Regions from separate parts of the Mus musculus genome. Here regions 1 and 3 are each linked to region 2. Evidence: chromatin contacts called from public promoter capture Hi-C data. All regions are on one chromosome and are shown on one strand. The core of a region is the stretch at or near the end of the contact, and the rest is flanking DNA. Distances in the headings are between cores, read along the strand shown. Region 1 holds the start of Dab2ip (disabled 2 interacting protein). Region 2 holds the start of 4930402F06Rik (RIKEN cDNA 4930402F06 gene). Region 3 has its middle 19 kb from the start of Gm13446.

The links. Promoter capture Hi-C pulls out the DNA fragments that hold promoters and counts their contacts.
Region 1: a promoter capture Hi-C map of macrophages shows a contact between it and region 2, with 5 read pairs. The contact joins the promoter of Dab2ip here to the promoter of 4930402F06Rik in region 2. A contact is called at or near these places in 3 of 39 promoter capture datasets (the C10 cell line, macrophages and pre-B cells).
Region 3: a promoter capture Hi-C map of the C10 cell line shows a contact between it and region 2, with 3 times the contacts expected there. The contact joins the enhancer-like site here to the promoter of 4930402F06Rik in region 2. A contact is called at or near these places in 11 of 39 promoter capture datasets (the 3T3-L1 cell line, 3T3-L1-derived adipocytes, the C10 cell line and 6 more), 4 of 484 Hi-C or Micro-C datasets (the 3T3-L1 cell line, the N1E-115 cell line, embryonic stem cells and 1 more) and 1 of 9 other capture datasets (liver).

What each region holds. Positions count from the first base shown.
Region 1 is chr2:35,620,277-35,623,666 of GRCm38.p6, reverse strand. It overlaps Dab2ip (disabled 2 interacting protein), which reads right to left and starts at 1,686. Exons shown (of 16, transcript NM_001114124.2): 1 at 1,384-1,686. The coding sequence starts at 1,507.
Region 2 is chr2:35,395,899-35,398,990 of GRCm38.p6, reverse strand. 4930402F06Rik (RIKEN cDNA 4930402F06 gene) reads left to right here and starts at 1,817. Exons shown (of 6, transcript NM_001080709.2): 1 at 1,817-2,085.
Region 3 is chr2:35,537,987-35,541,071 of GRCm38.p6, reverse strand. No RefSeq gene overlaps it. Among named protein-coding and RNA genes, the nearest start is that of Gm13446, 19 kb to the left of the region's middle. Within about 2 kb of position 1,586, at least 24 of the 459 cell types and tissues checked have an H3K27ac peak or open chromatin away from gene starts, as enhancers often do. A contact at or near this core is called in trophoblast stem cells, where this site is marked.

The DNA of each region.
Region 1 (3,390 bases), core at 437-2,936, 220 kb before region 2:
TGGGAGCCAAGCTCAGACGAGTCTGATCCATTGAACATCGATCGCTGCTGGCCTCATTCATTAGCTGACAAGGAGGCAGAGCTCTGCTCCTCTGGAGCCTCTACAGTGGGCACAGAAGAGGGCACCATCATGCCAGGCACCAGAGCACAGGAAGGGCAGGAAAGGCCCTGGGGGGCCAAACCCCTGAACCTTCATCCCAAACCCATCCTCACACCAAGAATCTGTCACAATGGCAGATTCTTACAGCTGAGAAAAACAAAGGCTCAGGAAATGAGGCGATTCATGCTTGAACCTGGGTCTCTGGTTGCCTAGACTAGGCACAGGAACTAGCCAGAGGCCACTTCAGCAAAGGCCGGGATATCACATGCTTTGGGGAATCCTCAAACTAAGTTTACAAACCTGTGGGCAGAGTCAGACAGCTTAAACTTGAACTCTGTGCACAGGGAACTCAGTACTTCCTAAATAAACCCTGTACATTGTTACTTGGCTCTACCGCTGGGGCCGGAACGTCTTCTCCATTCTGGGGGGAAGTAAACTAAAGCCTGCCTGCTTCACTGACCCAAACCTAAAAAATAAACAAGGGGCCACTCTCACACCTCTCCAGGCAGGCTTGGCACATTCTGCCTGTGGTGAGGCTGGGCCGGGGCCAGGCTTCCCATGCCCCAGATAACCTTAGGATGTAAACTAAGGCAGCTTCTGCATCACAGACACCTTCAGTGGGCCTAAGCCACCGAAGCATTATGGCCTTACACAACCCAGGCCTGGCAGAGTCTCTGTGTGGAGCCCCTGACCCTACTTACTTACCAGCCCAGCACAAGTCAGCATGAAACGTTAGGGCCTCTCTAGCTGAAGATCTTATTACTGGCTCGAAGAAAGGCTTGCATTTCTCCCTCCCCATTTTGAAAGAAGTACCCTTCCAAGGACCACTCAGAGTGGCTCCAGGCCCCTACAAACCTGGCTCTCCCCACAGGAAGCCCACTCAGCTCTCCATCCAAAAGATGAGGAAGCAAGACAGGACTGGAAGCACGCTAAGCTTGAGTAGCAGACAGTGGAGGCAAGTCAGGATCCACTTCGACTACTTTACTACGGCCTGCGCGCTGAGTAAACTGATGCACAGTGGAATGGGATTCGGAACTCAGAAGTACGGAGGAACTGCATATCAGACCGACCCCTTTCTCTTTGGTCCTGATATAATGGGAAACATTAGGGACCCCGCTTTCCCCCAAGAGGAAGGACCCTACAGAAGCTGGGGCAATGGGGATGGGACAGTCACGGTAGCTCCAGATAAGGAGCCATCACCCATTGACACAGGAGCCTCAAAAGCATCCGTTGGTGGTGCGGGGTTGCGAGGGACTAAGGGTCTGGGGTCAGGGTGGCGCCTACCCCTGGCTGGCCGGGTCCGGCTGCGGGAGCGGCTCCTCTGTCGCTGCAGCCGGGGCCGCCGCAGCAGCCGGTAGTAGTAGGATGGCCTCCCGGTGCTCTTCCTGGCGTTGCCGCCGGCGGACATGCTGCCGCCCGCCGGGCACCGGGCCAGGCCTGGGCGCTCACACGGGCCCCATCGGCCGCTCCGGACCGCCCGGCGGGCGCCCCGCACTCTCTCCCGCGCTCTGGTGCAGCAGCAGGCAAGACCAAGGCTGCCCTACAAAGTAGCTCCAACTCCTCCTCCTCCGCCGCCTCCCCCGCCCCGCCCTGAGCAGCCGGCCCCTCGGCGGGGGCCCGGGACCGGGAGGCTGGGCTGGCACCCGCCCGGAAAGTCAGTGCGGGCAAAATCCTGGCCTGGAGTCGTCCGGGCGACGCGGCCCGAGAGTGCCCCTGTCCCGTCCGAAGAACCCCAATAACAGCATATACCCAACAGCCATGTCTAAACTCCATATCCAACTTGGGGTGCCTGGAGCACCCTATCCCGCCACAGGTGCAGTGGTGCATGTATATATGCATACACACCAAGGCTAGGCACCTGAAATTAGAGTCTGAGGAAGGGGGTGACTGGACTGAAACATGGCCAGACCAGAGCGCCCCACAAAGCTTTGCACCTACCCCTCAGTCAGGTCGGAGTTCTGCCTGTCTCTGTTGCCTAAGATACTTAGCTACTCTTTACAGAAGGCAGTCTCCATCTGATAAAAATATGACTTTCATACCATTAAAATTATTGTGTGCATTTCAAGCGCACATAGAATACAAGGCACACCTGTGCAACCAGAGGGCTTTGCTAAGCCACTTTGCCCCATCCCCCACATAAACCACCAGAGGTGCCTGAATTTTCCCTCCCCTCTGACATTTTTAGTAGCATTAGTGAGTTTCTGAAGGTAGTAAGATCTCTACCCTACAGTGGGAGTAGAAACTGAGGCTTGGGAAAGGAATGACCACCTGCCTCTACTACCACAAGCTGAAAGACTTTCTCCAAGTCATTCTGCAGTTCCAGAAACTTCCATGGCTCCCCCGATCATAATAGCTACAAACCCAACCATCTCTCTTTGGTATTTGAAGCAACAGAAATCTTGCAAAAATCAAATCACTGGCAGCCTCACGCCAACCACCCATCCCCCCCTCAACCCTACTTGCTGCTGGCTCTCATCTCTGTCCTTCTCTTAAAATGGCCAGCAATCTGCCTGCCTCCTTTTCCCCTCCTCTTAGGTCTACCCTCCTGGTCCTAGGTAACCTCCATTTCTCTCCCCTCTCCCCAAAGCAACATTCAGACCACACCACCTACCAGTTCAAGTCAGATGGGGAAACTGAGGCCCTAAAAGATGTGTGCTCAAGTGTGTGTGTGTGTGTGTGTGTGAGAGAGAGAGAGAGAGAGAGAGAGAGAGAGAGAGAGAGAGACTTGCCTCGATCACACAAAAAGTACAAGGGCATATGGTCTTGGCCAACGGTTGTTGCATGAACTCTTATGGGAAATGGGACAGGCTAGACACTGGAGGAACTTACGGCAATCTCGAGTGGGGTAGGGTAGCCTAGGTAACAATCCAGGCCAGGTTTTTCTCCTCACAGGGGAAGCCCCCTTCCTGGCTCCTCAGTCTAGGAGGGAGGGCCTCCAGGTCAGTGGAGAGGATGGGGGTGCTGGATCACAGCTGGAGGCCAGGCGCCATCCTGGGACTTTGGAGGGTAAGGGGGGAGGGCAGGTCTCCAAACCTAGCTGCAGAAGGGTCCGCTGCCTTTCAGTCTTCTGGTCCCACTTCCCATAGCACAGGCCAGCCCCACAGGAAGCTGAAACAGGGTTGCCAGCCAGGGGACTACTGGGATACTACTATAATAATCTGCACCCAGTCACCAGATTCCAGGCCCAGTTGTGGGCAGAGTCACCCTGCTACACCTTAGCATTTCGGGGGCGGGGCAGGGGTGGTGGTGGTGGTGGTGGTGAACAATCTCCACTGCCATCTTTGCTAGTTT
Region 2 (3,092 bases), core at 568-3,067:
CACAGGGATCTACTGAAAGAGTGGGGGAATGCAGCAACATCTATTCCATCATGCCTCAGAGGACGTGTGTGTGTGTGTGTGTGTGTGTGTGTGTGTGTGTGTACATGAATGCACATGCAGATGTGTGTTTTGCACGTTTGTCTTTGTGCATTGTGGAGTCCAGGAGTTGACATCAGATGTCTAACTCAATTGTTCTCTACCCTATCTTTTGAGCCAGGGTCTCACTACCCCTGAACGGAGCTCACTGACTGTCTAGAGTGGTTGGCACTGAACTTGAGTGGAGTTTGCTGATTGGATAGACTGGCTAGCACTGAACCTGAATGGAGCTTGCCGATTGGCTAGGCTAACAGGCACTGAACTTGAGTGGAGTTTGCTGATTGGATAGACTGGCTGGACTCCAAGCTGCAGGTCATGGTCTGCAGTCTTCACAACAGCAGCCCTGGAGTTCCAGTGGCATGCCCTCACACCTAGACAGTTTATGGGCGTTCTCTGGGATCAGATTAGTGTTCACGTGGCAGACACATTATCAGCTGAGCCATCTTTCCAGCCTAGGCATGCTCCCCACTCCCTCCCAGTGTAACAGACATCGGGCTTGTCTACAAGGGAGTTGCTAGGTTGGGTGGACAGAGGTAACAAGGCTCATTCTAACTGGATGGCACCAGTCAATGTGGGGTCCCAGACTGAATACAAAGGAGAAGGCAGGCAGAGCATCAGCATCTCTCTGCTTCTCGACTGGAGATGGGACCAGCTCTCTCACATCCCTGCTACTAGCATTTCCATCTGTGGTCCAGCAGACAGAACCTTTTCCCTGTGGTTCACAAGCTGCGACCTCGGGGTTTCAGCTTGGGTTCAGGTTGAGGCTCTATGCCAGTGCCATGGCCAACAGGGTTCCGTGCTGCTCGCAGGGCAGTAAGTCCTGGCCTCCTTGTCTCCCCACAGCAGCACATCAGCGGCTCTCAGCTCACATCTCCCTTCCAGCCCTCGCAGCCACTTGGCAATGACAGTGGCTGCATTTGCATTTTTTTTTTTTTTTTTTTTTTTGCTTGTCCTAACTGGATCGTGAGTGTGGGTGCTACTGGCATGTAGTGGGTGGATACAAGGGCACTGCTAAGTGATTCACACTTGCACAGGGTGGCAAACTTCACCCCATCTCAAGAAATGTCATTCGTGGCAATCTTGGAGCGGCTGGAATTACACTCTTTCAGAGTTCACTAACAGATTTATCTGTTTGCCTGTGTGGGAAACTCTAAAGCTCCACTTCCTCCCTAGAAACCAGAGCTAAGACAAAGCAGTTCCCTCTCGTGGACACCAGGGGGCAGGAGTTCCAAAGAGAACCAGTTTCTGGAGTGATGAAAACATTCTTTTTGGTGCTATTAAAGGCAGCGTCATTTGTATAAATGCTATTGATCCTTCATATAAATGGAACTAGCTCTATAGCTTAGTGGTGCTGTAGGTGTACTGTGCAGTTTATCAAATAAACAGGTAGAAATCAACCCTACATATACCACAGTTAATAAAGAAGGCATAAGGGAAGTAGGAGGGAATCTTAACGCTGACTTAGAGGAGAGACACATTGCTTATGTGCGCCAAGGGTGCTACTGTTTGTAGGTGTGGTATGGTTGAGATGTGGTTCTCCCCGTGGAGTTCACACTGAGGTTTGGTTCCAGTGGATAGTGCTGTGTTAGGCATTGACTAGGGATTAATGCTTTTCTATGAGTGAGCTGTCGCTCTGGAGATGGGCTTCTGTGACATGGTTGTTAGCAAGCCTGGCAGCTCCCCTCCACCACTCAAACCCATGCTCCGCTCCACACAGTGCCTCTGGCTGACTGCCACATGGTTTTCAACAGAAACTGAATGGATTCTGGGACATCTGGAGCTGGAGGAACATTTTTTTTTCTTTTTGTAAAGCACCCAGCTTCGGTATTTTGGTGGTAGCAACACAACACACACCAAGAAGTGATCTGGAATTCAGTGGCCCTTGCTTCAACTGCTCTATCAAGGGGAGCTATAGCCTTCAACAACCTGTCCCACCCCTCTCTGGGCTACTCAACTTTATAGGTGACACTGGTCATCAGCATCCATTGGGTAAGAAAGCATCCCAGTAGCGGCGACCACTTGACGACCTCCTCCAGGGTTTCTTGGGCAGCTTACTGCTTTGTATATTTATCAGGTGGACAGGAGACAGTCGGACACTCCCTGTGGTGGAACACCGTCTCCAGAATCCACAGGCAGCCCAACGGAGTTTTTGTCTTTCTTAGTGGCAAGGGACACAACATTTATTCACAATTTACAATTGGCTGCATCTTGGAATTTCCTGGATTGAGAATATTCACATCTGGATCCCATCCAAAGATTGCTGCTGTTCAGTTGTCTTGGTGTAGGCTTGACATCGGGGGTTTTAAAACTTTCCTGTGGGACTGTTAGTCTTGGGACCTTGGAAATGACTGCCATTAGAACAATTTGCTTTTTGTGCATGGCTTTTATTTTGATGTTGTCTTTTTTGGTTTGGGTTTTGGGTTTTTTGTTGTTGTTGTTGTTGTTGTTTCTGTTTCTGTTTTGTTTTGTTTTGGTTTTGGTTTGGCATTTGTTAAAGTTCTTAAATTTCTCTATTAATCATTTTCTTCTAAATTGAATTTGGAAATTTTGGGTTAAATTTGATTTCTGCTCCATTTTCTGCTTTATTAAATTTGTTATATCTTATTTGTGTGGAGGTCCCCTTTAGAGGTCATAGGACAACTTGAGGGAATCAGTTCTGTTGTTTTACTATGTAGGTCTCAGTGACTGAACTCAGGTCCTCAGACTTAGCAGCAAGCACCCTCACTCACTGAGCCATCTTGCTGGCCCATTCCACTTTATCTATGAAACCAGATATATACACATGATAAACATTTTTTAAAAAGATTTATTCATTTATGTATATAAGTGATGCATTTGCATGTGTGTGTACATGACAGAGAGAACATCAGATCTTATTACAAATGTTTGTGAGACATCTTGTTGCTGCTGGAATTGAATTCAGGACCTCTGGAAGAACAGCTAGTGTTTCTTAACTGCCGAGCCATCTCTCCAATCCCAGCTAGACTTCTTTTTTT
Region 3 (3,085 bases), core at 337-2,836, 140 kb before region 2:
ACCCTGGCCTGATATCAGTGAAGGAAGCAGGAAGTGGGGGCTGCTGTGAGGAGGGCAAATTCACTGGACAGCAGGAGAGGGAGCAAAGAGCTCGTAATCGTCTTCTCCCATGCTCCTTTTCGTCTGGGCTGCTGCCAGCAGATACCACCCACAGTAGAATGTTCACACCACCACCGGGTAGGGGGACACCCCCACCCCCCAGAGGAAGAATTCATTTCTTCTTTTAGTTCCCTTGATTATGATTTTTTTTTTTTGCTTTACATACTTTGAGGCTATGTTATTAGTTTTGTGCAAATTTAGAATTGTATCTACTTGATAAATCAATTCCTCCCTGGTCTATGTTTAGCAGGGGTTTCCTCTTTCATAGCCTGCTTCAGCAGAGGGTCTGTTCCTGGGGTCTGCCTGATAGAAGGCTTGCTCACCACCACTCTCCCTGTTTCTTTATCCGCGCGCACGCGTGTATGTGTGTGTGTGTGTGTGTGTGTGTGCGCGCGCGCGTGCGCGCACACGCTCTCACACTTGCACAGGAGGCCACTTTGCAGGAGCTTTGGGGGTTTTGTTTGGCTGGCTGGCTGGTTGGTTTGGTTTTTTTGGCTTTTCAAGACAGGGTTTCTCCTGGCTGTCCTGGAACCACTCTGTAGACCAGGCTTGAACTCACAGAGATTTGCCTGCCTCTGCCTCCCCAATGCTGGGATTGAAAGCATGGGTCACCACCCGGCTGGTTGGTTTCTGTTTTGAAACAGAGCCTGCTATGTAGCTTAGGCAAACCTAGAGCTCACTTGTAGACCAGGCTGGCCTCCAGCTTCACATAGTCACCTTGCCTCTGCCTCCTGAGTTCTAGAATTACAGGCAAGGGAGATGGGCTGTTCAGGACCAGAGGGTCTTCCTGCCCAGCTCAGAAATTCATCTGTGGTTAGGCCTGGAAGATCCCCTGGAGATAATTCCCAGGGCCATAGGCAAGCACACCACATGGGAGCCTATCAGAAATGGGTCAGGCCATACTCAGACCCTGACTCAAAGCCTGCTTTCAGAAAAGATGTCTAAGTGACTCCTGCATGAAATTCTCGAAAAATAAAATATTACATTTGTAAAATAGAATAAATCATGTTAATTTAAAAAAAAAAAAAGGTTGAGAAGCTTGCCCTAGTAGCCCTCCTCCCATTTTCTAGACCAGCAAACCGAGGGACAAGACACCTCCCAGGACCAGAGCCTCATCCTTGGGACCCTCATTACAGTCCCAGGCTTCCCTGCCTCTCTGGTTACATGCACTTCAGACTCTTCCCTGAGATTCTTGTTCGGTCTTTGCAAGGCCCACGCGCGCCCCCTGGTGGAATCAGGGGGAAACTTCCTGTCCGAGCCCAAAAGTAGGTAAGAGACTTGGCCCCTGGTTTAAAATCAAGGAATGAGGGCAGAGACCAGAGAACAGCGGGGAGCCTGCAAGTCGGGAAGTAAGTAGAGAGATAACTTTTAGTTTGAACAAAGACTGCAGGGTTGAAGTTGGTCCGAGCATCTTCTCTAAGCCTCTGGGGGATGGGGGCGTCCCCCTACCCTGTGGTGTGAACATTCCACCGCCATGGCAGGAAGTGCTTAATGCAAAGACCGAGGTCATAGCTGCAAAACTGGAGCCCAGGGCCCTGCCCAGGCCTGAGCCACTCTTAAGAGGGTTTTCCCCTCCCGCTGTGCAGAAACAGCTTTAGAGCCTTTCCTTACAAGGAGCCAAGAGGCCCAGAGACTTGTGTATGTTAAAATGCCCAAACAGCTAGTGATGAATGGTCCCTTCCAGGTCTGAGTATGGCTGTGACCTAGTTGTTCAGTAAAACACTGGGTTCCATGTGTCCAGGTCTGAATCAAGGCAGGCCTGGGGCACAGGCCTGTAATCTCAGCCCTTGGAGCAAGGCAGGAAGACTGTGAGTTAGAAGCCAGCCCTGTTATATCCTGAGGCCTTATGCAAACAAGGAAACAAAAGAATTATGCTTAATAAGGGCAGCATCTATGCCTACAAATATGACAACTCTGGATACCTCATGTGAATGAAATCATGCAATATTTACTAATCTGTTTGCTTCATTCCAAAGGTTTGCCCACATTAGAATGCTGTGTTTCCCTAAGGCTGAATAATATACCTGTGTGTGTGTGTGTGTGTGTATGTGTGTGTGTGTGTGTGTGTGTGTGTGTGTGTGTGTATCTTAGGTAAGTGTGTATGTTAGGTGTATTAGTTAGGCTGTCGTTGCTGAAAAGAGCTGTCCATGACAGCTCTTACAAAGGAAAACACTTAATTGTGACTTGGATCAGAGTATCAGAGATTCAATCCATGACCACCATGGTGGGAGGCATGGTGCCATGCCAGCAGACATGGTGCTGGAGAAAGAGCTAAGAGTTCTACATCTTGATCCACAGGCAGCATAAGAGAACTGTGAGCCTTCAGGGCAAGGGCTTGAGCATCTAAGATCTGAAAACCTGCTCCCACAGTGACACACTTCCTCCAATAAGGCTATACCCACTCCAAAACAGCCACACCTCCTAATAGGGCCACTCTCTATGGACCACGTATTCAAACACTCGAATCTACGGGGTCCGTTCCTATTCAAACCACCACAGTCCACACCCTGGTCCTTGTAGACTTGTAGCCATATCATAATGCAGAAATGCATTCAGCCCAAATCCAAAAGTCCTCATGGTCTATCACAGTCTCAACAATGTTTAAAAAGTCCAAAGTTCAAAGTCTTCTCTGAGATTCATGCAATCTCTTGACTGTAATTCTGTATAAAATCCAAGTAAAAAAGCAGATCACATACTCCCAACATACAGTGGCACAGGATACATATTACAGTTCCATAAGGGAGGAAAGCGCACACAGTGAGGAGATACTGGACTGAAAGCCAACTGGGCAAACTCCAAATTCTGCATCTCCATGTCTGACGTCAGATCTCCAACCCCTGTCACCTTCATTGACTGCAGCACACTTCTTTTCCTTGGGCTGGTCCCCTCACTGTGAGCAGTCTTCTCGACAGGTATCCAGGGCTCTGGCATCTCCAACACTTTGGAGTCTGCGAGGTAATCCAGGCTTCACCTTCGAAGCTTCACA